Linked DNA regions of Rattus norvegicus: region 1 is linked to region 2. A link is a contact called in public Hi-C data. All regions are on one chromosome and are shown on one strand. Each heading gives the region's core, a stretch centred on a gene start, on an enhancer-like site or on the middle of the called end of the contact. The rest is flanking DNA. Distances are from core to core; before and after follow the strand shown. Region 1 has its middle 12 kb from the start of Tmigd1. Region 2 overlaps Cpd (carboxypeptidase D).

What was found. A called contact is a pair of places that touch in the nucleus more often than the background predicts.
Region 1: a Hi-C map of Schwann cells shows a contact between it and region 2, with 4 times the contacts expected there. The contact joins two enhancer-like sites. A contact is called at or near these places in 12 of 12 Hi-C or Micro-C datasets (the A7r5 cell line, the Rat2 cell line, Schwann cells and 7 more).

Annotation. Positions count from the first base shown.
Region 1 is chr10:62,223,517-62,227,530 of GRCr8, forward strand. No RefSeq gene overlaps it. Among named protein-coding and RNA genes, the nearest start is that of Tmigd1, 12 kb to the right of the region's middle. Within about 2 kb of position 2,150, at least 30 of the 93 cell types and tissues checked have an H3K27ac peak or open chromatin away from gene starts, as enhancers often do. A contact at or near this core is called in Schwann cells, where this site is marked.
Region 2 is chr10:62,144,496-62,148,504 of GRCr8, forward strand. It overlaps Cpd (carboxypeptidase D), which reads right to left. Exons shown (of 21, transcript NM_012836.2): 8 at 1,953-2,062. Among named protein-coding and RNA genes, the nearest start is that of Cpd, 39 kb to the right of the region's middle. Within about 2 kb of position 2,661, at least 22 of the 93 cell types and tissues checked have an H3K27ac peak or open chromatin away from gene starts, as enhancers often do. A contact at or near this core is called in Schwann cells, where this site is marked.

The DNA.
Region 1 (4,014 bases), core at 900-3,399, 79 kb after region 2:
ATGGAGCTCCTTAGGAGGCTGTTTCTCTCCTGAGTACTGACTAAGGCCAAAAGCCTGAGATCCACAGATGTGTACCTTTAAGAATAAAGAGTGGGAGGGGCCAGGGATGAGGAAATACAGATAAAACACAAGGGATGCTTTTCTACTTCTGGAAGTAGGTGGAGAAAGAATACAAACAAGAAGTCTGTATTAAGGCACAGTGTTTGTTTTGTGCATGCAGTGCTGGCCAGAGGCTCTGGGAAAACAAAGGCCCTGCCTGATTTCTTCTCTCCTCTGATCCACCGAGACAGGACTCTGGTGTAACCCATATTTGGCTTATGCCAGGGTTATGTTGGCCTTCCACCCTCCTTTTCATGGCATGCCAAGGACACACGTAGATGGCATTTGCAGGGTTTAACAATAGCAGAGATAAACACGAGGTGCCGACCAGTCTCTTAGGTCCAAAGAATTTTCATTTTAAGGTGCAAGTTCTGGTTTGTGAAAAAGGTAGGAAATCACTTTGGGTAAGAGGAGACTGTTAGCAAAAGTCTGAGCTTTTAAAAGCATGTGTTGTGTGGGAAAATAGGGGTCAGAGAAGTTTGTTCTTAACTTCTACCGTGTAGATCCCGGGGACCAAACGCAGGTCATCAGGCTTGGTGGCAGGTATCTTTACTCTCTGATCTATCTTCTTGACCCTTTCAAACAAACAAACAAATGACCTACATGCTAGGCCAATGCTCTACTGCTAAGCTGCGTATCCAGGCCCTGGGCTGAGGGCATATACACTTTCCAGATGCCTCTGAGCTCCACTTAACGCAGTGCTGAGAACTGAACCTAGGACCTCATGATGCTAGGGAAATGCTCTACCAATGAACTACAGCGCCAACACTAACACTCGACCTTAATTTAATAAACTGTCCATTGTCTTCCATCTGCTCTTTCTTGAGAGGTGTCAGCCCAAGAATGGCTCTAGTCCACAATCCACTCCTACTGGCCGTTGCTGTAAAATGTCTCCTCTAACTATGCAGAGGAACTCTGGCCCAGAGGTGATCCCTGTGGCATGTTCAGTGCAGACTGGAAGAGTGTGGGCCCTCGTATCAGGTGGATTGGCTCAGAAATCAAAAATCTTAATGTAAGACTCCAGAGATATCATCTGTAGTCGTGGAAGAAGAAACAAAGGTAAAACAGCATCACAGAGAACTAATACACCTTGGCAGAACCTTGAAGCAGTTGGGGACCTAAGAAGGAAATGTGGTTTCTCTATGGGATCTCACATAACAGGAGGCCAATGAGTGAATCTAAAAGCAATTAGGGTTGGAAGCATAACTTAGAGCGCTGGGTTCAAACCCCAGCACAGAAGGGAGGGGAGAGTGTGGTTTCCACAGATATTTACCATGTGCCAACCACTGTTCTAGACTTAAGTACACCACAGAAACCAAGCGAAGCGACCGTACTCACTAATACTCCACTTCGAAGATAGTGAACACCAGAGCAAAGTGAGGACTCTTACAAAGAGATGCTTTGGGGGGTGGGTTTAGAAGAGGGGAGCCTTGGTCAGAATCGTGGCAGGGTTGTTTTTCCTGAGAAGTCCTGCTGTGCAACTTGACTAAGTTTTAAAATGTTAAATCATTGACTGTTTTTTGAGCTTATGGTGGGATTTTTTTTTTCTAGTTTATTGAGACAGGGCGTCACTATGTTACTTGAACATAGTTGCTCTTGTCTAGACCTCCAAATACAGCCAGCACTACCATCCTATCCCCCTGGTAACTGAGCTTAGGGATTTGCACATGCTAGTCAAGTACTTTACCATGAATACCTCAAATTGTATATTATAAGAGTACTTGGCAGGAAGTGGGCATGTGGGTAGCCATTTCCTCCTGTATTTTCCCAGGCTATATCTTGCAGCTAATGGTCTTCATGCTGGAATATCCATCACTGGGGCTGGCCTGAGCAGATCAAGTGACTTCTCTTTGTTTCTCTCCATCTGACACAAAGACGCTCATGCAAAAAATTCCTCCGTGTCCTAGAGGAACAGGATGTTCATTGTGGGAACGCTGCAAGGACTTTGAGCTCTTTGGAAGAATACTGGTCAGGGCACGGGGGTGGAGCTTGGTAGATCATATGCCAATCAGGGATGAAGCCAATGGCACAGTCTCTACCATTGCAAAGGAGCCCAGACAGCAAATCATGACCCGGCTTTCATTTGAACGATATTGGGCTGTTGGTCTCTATATCACTCACTTATGGAAAGACGGGGTAATTTGTTCTCCTGACTGGATTATTGCCACAGCAAATTTCACACGTAGGGCACATCGTCCCTAGGGCAAGGAGGGCCTCCAAAAGGAAGATACAAGAGCAATTATGGACTATAAAAGAAAGAAATTAGAAAACTGTCTGGGGTCGGGATGTAGTAACTAGGAAAATACTTCAAATGCCTGCATAACGGAAGAAGGAAGATTGCTGGCTGTAATGGCGAACACATGCAGGCGCTCTTCTGTGCGCCCATGAATAGACAAATACGGAGACTGCTGGCAGTTTGGGTGGTGTGTGTGCTAGGGGTGGCACAATGATCCTCTGGTAAATGTCTAACAGTTCTGGAGAGGAGGGCCTGGATTTGCAGCAGTTGCCAGTTTCAATTATAAAAATCCTTTCACTTTGGCCAATTTCAAGTACCAGATTGAAGTCACCGGGTATGCGGCTGCGAGAGAAGCAGGCGGTTCTCAGCAGTGCCTGTCAACTGCTGGGACCAGTTGGGTTCCATTACTGTGGTTCATTTAAAAGCCAGAGAGCCCCTAGGTTCCTCAAGTCATCTGCACCTAGCCTTGTGTGTATTGCTTGAACTTTGATCCCAGGACCTTCACATCTCCCAAACAGAGCTGTCCATCTTGTTATGGAACTGTACGGATGGCCATGGCTGGCTTGCCAGGTCTCCTAGGTCTCTCCAGAGGTGAACAAAGTGACGAAGGCCCAGGGACAAAGGAAGTAGAGATGCAGGAGAGGTGAGACGTGTTTAGGGAAGCAGTAGCACCCTGTTAGGATGGACGGAGTCTCCAAAGCTGGCAGTTAGTGGACTCTGGGCTAGCTTTTATAAACCCCTGGACCCTCTCCTCTTTTGAGCTCCCTTTTCTCTTTCACTCTCTCCTTGGTTCAGGGAGACCCCGGATCAAGTGAGGCAGTATCTCAGCTGCAGGGTATTTGAGCTGTCGTGTGGGAATGCTGTTGCTTCTCCTCTCCCCGTAGTGCCCTATTCCCTGTAAACTCCTCGCCAAACCAGGTCCACTTTGCCCATTACACAGTATTCCACATTCTAAAAGGAAATTATTGGCAAGGCAGCCAAGCTCTTGAATTCAGATCTCAAATCCCATGGGATGGGATTTGGGGGTGTTTGTGACCGCGGGTGTTGGGAAAGGTGAGTGGAGGCTAACCCAGGACTGCTAGTTACAGCAGGTATTCCAGAACTGTGAGCAGGTGGCTTCCTGGTACCTTTATCATTTATCCCTTTGCAAAGTTCACAGCTCAGGGATTCTATAACTTTCCTTCTGGAGGTTGTTTTTTTTTTTCCCCTTCTTTCCAACTCAGCACAATGGTTGGCAAGACTTTTGTTTATTCAGAAAGCAGCTAACAGGATGCGGCAGGCCTCTCTGTAAAGATTGAGGCAAACTTCTGCCAGCCACAGGAACCTTCAGACCAACAGGAGGAGGACTCCCTCACCTCTGATGGCCCCATAGCTCACCCTGCCTCCTTTTCGGATTTAAGTAGCTTCTGGGGTCTTTGGCCCTTGAATGAACCCTCCTACTCTTACAGGAAGCCCCTCCCTCGTAATCTTGGGGCGGGTACTTTCCTTTGGAACCTCTGAACTCCTTTTCCTCTTCCTTTAAACCTCTGTACTGGAGTCAGTGGGGGCTAAAGTCAGGACCCATGGGGCTTGATGCTTATATGGAGAGGCCCTTTTAAGGAAGATTCCACACATTTAGTGATTAATGACCTTTGGAAGAGGCCTGTGCACATGACGGTGCCTGGAGCTGAAGCTCCATT
Region 2 (4,009 bases), core at 1,411-3,910:
CAGATGGTATAATAAATTCTTCTTGTTGAATGCATGTCTCTCCAGATATGTCATACTCAAATAGAAGGTAACAATTTTTTAAGAAAAATAAACAGGTGCATTCTTTTATTAGCAACTCTGAAAATGAATCTCGCAAGGTCCATTTGCAGAGGGGGTATGAAGATGAAGTGACAAAAGGTTGTATTAGAGAGCAGAGTTGCAGTATTAACTTTTATGATCCATAACCAATAAAACTACACACCCAATCAGTAGATCAACATGGGAAACTATCATACCCAGTCCTGAAGCCCAGCATGACTTTTTTCTCACAACTATTTACATTTTTGTGTGCTTTTTACACACACACACACACACACACACACACACACCCCTTGACACTTCTTTGTATATGTGCTAGGAGGGTATATGGTTAAAAATAAGTCAGTGTAATTCATCATACTAATGTATGTGGAAGACAGAGATTGAAGTGTGTCCTCTCTGAATCATTTTTGACCTTGGAGCTCGTGGATTCATCAAGGCTGGCCAGGGAGCTCCAGGAGTCTTCCCCTCTGCCTTCCCAGGGCTGGGTTATGGATGTGCCTCTGTGCCCAGACTTCTGTGTGAATACCAGGGATCTGAACTCAAGTCATCATGCATGTTGTTAACTGTGCAACTTCCCCAGTCATTATCTTGATATTTTGATTTGGAAAAGAAACTGTGCTCATTATATAGGAAGTTTAGAAAACATAGAATCTTGTTTGCCCTTTTTTACATTAAGGTAAAACTTCAAATATCTTAATGAATTACTGGTGATTTTTGTTTTGTCTTTTGAGCCACGTTCTCATAGCCCACCCTGACTTGGAGCTTGCTGTTTAACTAGGGTGTCCCCTAATCCATGCTCCTCTGCCTCACCATTCACCTCCTAAGGACAGGGATTCAAGCACTATGACCAATCGGCAACATTTTACACAGGGAGCCAGATAGTAAAACTTAGCTTTAACAGACCTAAAGGTCTCTGTCACAAGCATTCAACTGCCTTTCCTCTACTGAGATGGTTGTAGGGTTTGTCTTTGTTGGTATGGTAATCAGACTGACCTATGTTCAAATGCTCTAAGAGAATACAACCAAGACGTGTAGTGACAATTTTGGAATTTTGGTTTCTTTAAAAAATCCAGAAATATTATAAGAATGTATTTTCATTTTAATCCCAGGTATGGGATGTGTGGCTGCTTTAGGGTGTCCACAGCAGCCGACTATGATTTGCCTCATGCTTTGGCCAGGGGCATGATGTTGCCAGCAGCCAGCAGTGTCTGCTGTTGTATGATGTTTGAAATCCTGGGGTCTTTCCAGAGCGCATATAACTGCTAGGGCCCTGAGAGGCGGGTGGGTTGTTGGTGGAGGTTTGTTAGGTTCTTGTGCGCAAAGATGAAACGACCAGAAGAAATCAGATCTCCTAACAACAAACATCAAACCTGTCACACTCCTAATCAGCAGGAAGTCCAGGGAGAACATCGCCCCTTCGCTCTCCATCCTTTTTTGTCTCCTACCTAGTGTTGTGGGGTTAAAAGGGTAGAAGAAAAGGGGTGAAGAAGGGTGGAAGAAAACCCACAAAGTAGCCAAGATTGGCTACACAGACTATTTGTAAAGCATGGTTGTGGTTGTATGGCAAAAAAAAAAAAAAAAAAAAAAATTAACTTATCAATTCTGCTTTAGCAACTTTATTGGACTTATAAACTAAATATGTACTAAATAAAATGAGCTGACATCATTTCTGTTCCAGGTGCTGAGTTAAAAACCACAGATAAAACACATAACTGAGTTTAAAAGCTGGTGGAAAAAGAGATGTAATGTTCAGAAGTGAGACAAGAAACAAGAAAAAGGAAAAAAAAAATGAAAGGAGCCCTGGGTATCTTAGCAGTGAGAGCATCTACCTGAGTGCTTTAAGGTAGTTTTTACTTAATTTTCCAGTATACCTTGGAATAAGAAAGTGCTATTTGTTGAAACACGGCGTCATCTGGTGATTTGCTGTATGTGGCAACTCCTTGTTCATTATCATCATAAGGGTAGTTAACCACCAAGGAACCTACAAGGGAAACAGGAAAAGGCACTGTTTCAAAATGGATCAGTTGTGGAAAACAAGCTTTCACAGTACAGTCAGAGAAGGAAGGTCCGGTTCATGACCTCGACAGGCCCTGGAACCACCCAGCAGACAAGCCCTCCTTTGGACCCTTGAGGGATTATTTAATCAGGTTAGACTCTATGCATCCTTTAAGGATTATCTTGATTACATTCGTTGTAAAAGGGTCAGCACCGCTCCCTGGGCTCCACTGCCAGGAAGCTCAGGCTCAATCATTTACCATTCTCTGCGTTCTAAGAGGCTTCCTCAAGCTTCTGTTGCCAAGACTTCCCTGCCAGGATGAGCTGCACCCCAGGGCTGTGGGCAGAGATAAACCTCCACTCCCTTAGGTAGTGCTTGTCAGGTGTTTTATCACAGCAACAGGAAAGGTGAGGCAGAGGGAGAGCCATGAGATTTGTCAAGCAAGGCCAATGATGCGTTCTCTAAAACAGGAGGTTAGGCAACTTAGCCTGGTCCACACAGAAAAATGGTCTAGTGACTCAGTTGGGGTTGTAACAACAATGAAGGATTCAAGGAAGAAAGGGATGCTTTCAACTGCAAAAAGGCCATCCCCCACCTCATGCTTTGCACAAGAGGAGAGTAACAATGGTGGGTCTCAGGGAGAAGCTCTGAGCTATGATTGTCAAAGAACCACATCCTTTATTTTCCTGATTGTCAAACTGTTTTCACATGTCTGACTGTCTGCTTATAATGCCTTCTACTGCATCAAAATGCATGTGTGGACGTCAGAGGGACATTTGCTGGAGTAGATTTTTGCCTTCCACTCTGTGGGTTCAGAGGATGGAACCTGGCACAGGTCCTTATCTGCTGGCCCATCTCTCCAGACTGGTACTTCCGCTCTTATTCACATGACTGTTTTGAGACAGGTGCTCATGTACCCCAGGTTGCCTTGAACTACTATGTAGATAAGGATGACCTTAAACTCCTGATCCTCCCGCTTCTCTTTCCTGAGTGCTGGGATTACGGGCATATGCCACCATGCCAGGCTTAAGAGGTACATGCTGGTCACAGACTCCAGGGCTTCATGCATGTTAGGTAGGTACCCTACTGGCTCAGATATATACCTATGATGTTTCTCTTAATATTGACCTTTCATTTTGTTCAAATGACTCATTCCTGATGAGTCATCTTGACAACTATATTCCCAAATCCCCAATGAGAATGAAGTCATTTTGGTGCAGTTAAGTTACTGTGTGTGTGTGTATGTGTATGTGTGTGTGTGTGTGTGTGTGTGTGTGTGTGTGGTACACAGGGGGGAGGGCACAAGTAGAAGAGAATGTGTTTGACTTTTTGATAGCAAAGTGACCATTTAACAGTGTAACAAATCAACCTTTAAAGAACTATTATAGTGATATGAAAAACAAAAAACCAAGAAAAAGGAAGGCAGGAAGTGGGAAGAAGAGGAGAAAGGGAGGGAGAGATGGTTTAGTGGGAGAAAAGCACTGTGAGTAAATCCACAACCTGAATTAGATCCTCAAATCCGGTGGAAAAAGAGAACTGACTTCTGAAAGGTGTCTTCTGACCTCCACACACATGCCATAGCATGTACACACACACACACACACACACACACACACACACACACACACATACACACACACAGTACATATGTAATAATAAATAACATTAAAACTTAAAGGAAAGAAAAAGAAAGGAGGAGAAAGGGCATGGGAGGAAAAACTGTGTGACAAAAGATGAGAGCAAGCTGGGCCTGCTAATGCTCACCTGCAATCCCAGCACCACGGAGGCAGAGGCAGGAGGAGGATGGCTGCAGGCAAGGCCAGTGTGGCCTGCACAGTGAGCGTCAGGCCTGCCTTGGTACATGGTGAGGACATGGCTAAACGAACAACAACCAACCAAAAAAAAAAGTCAAGAAAGAAAGAAAAGAAGGAA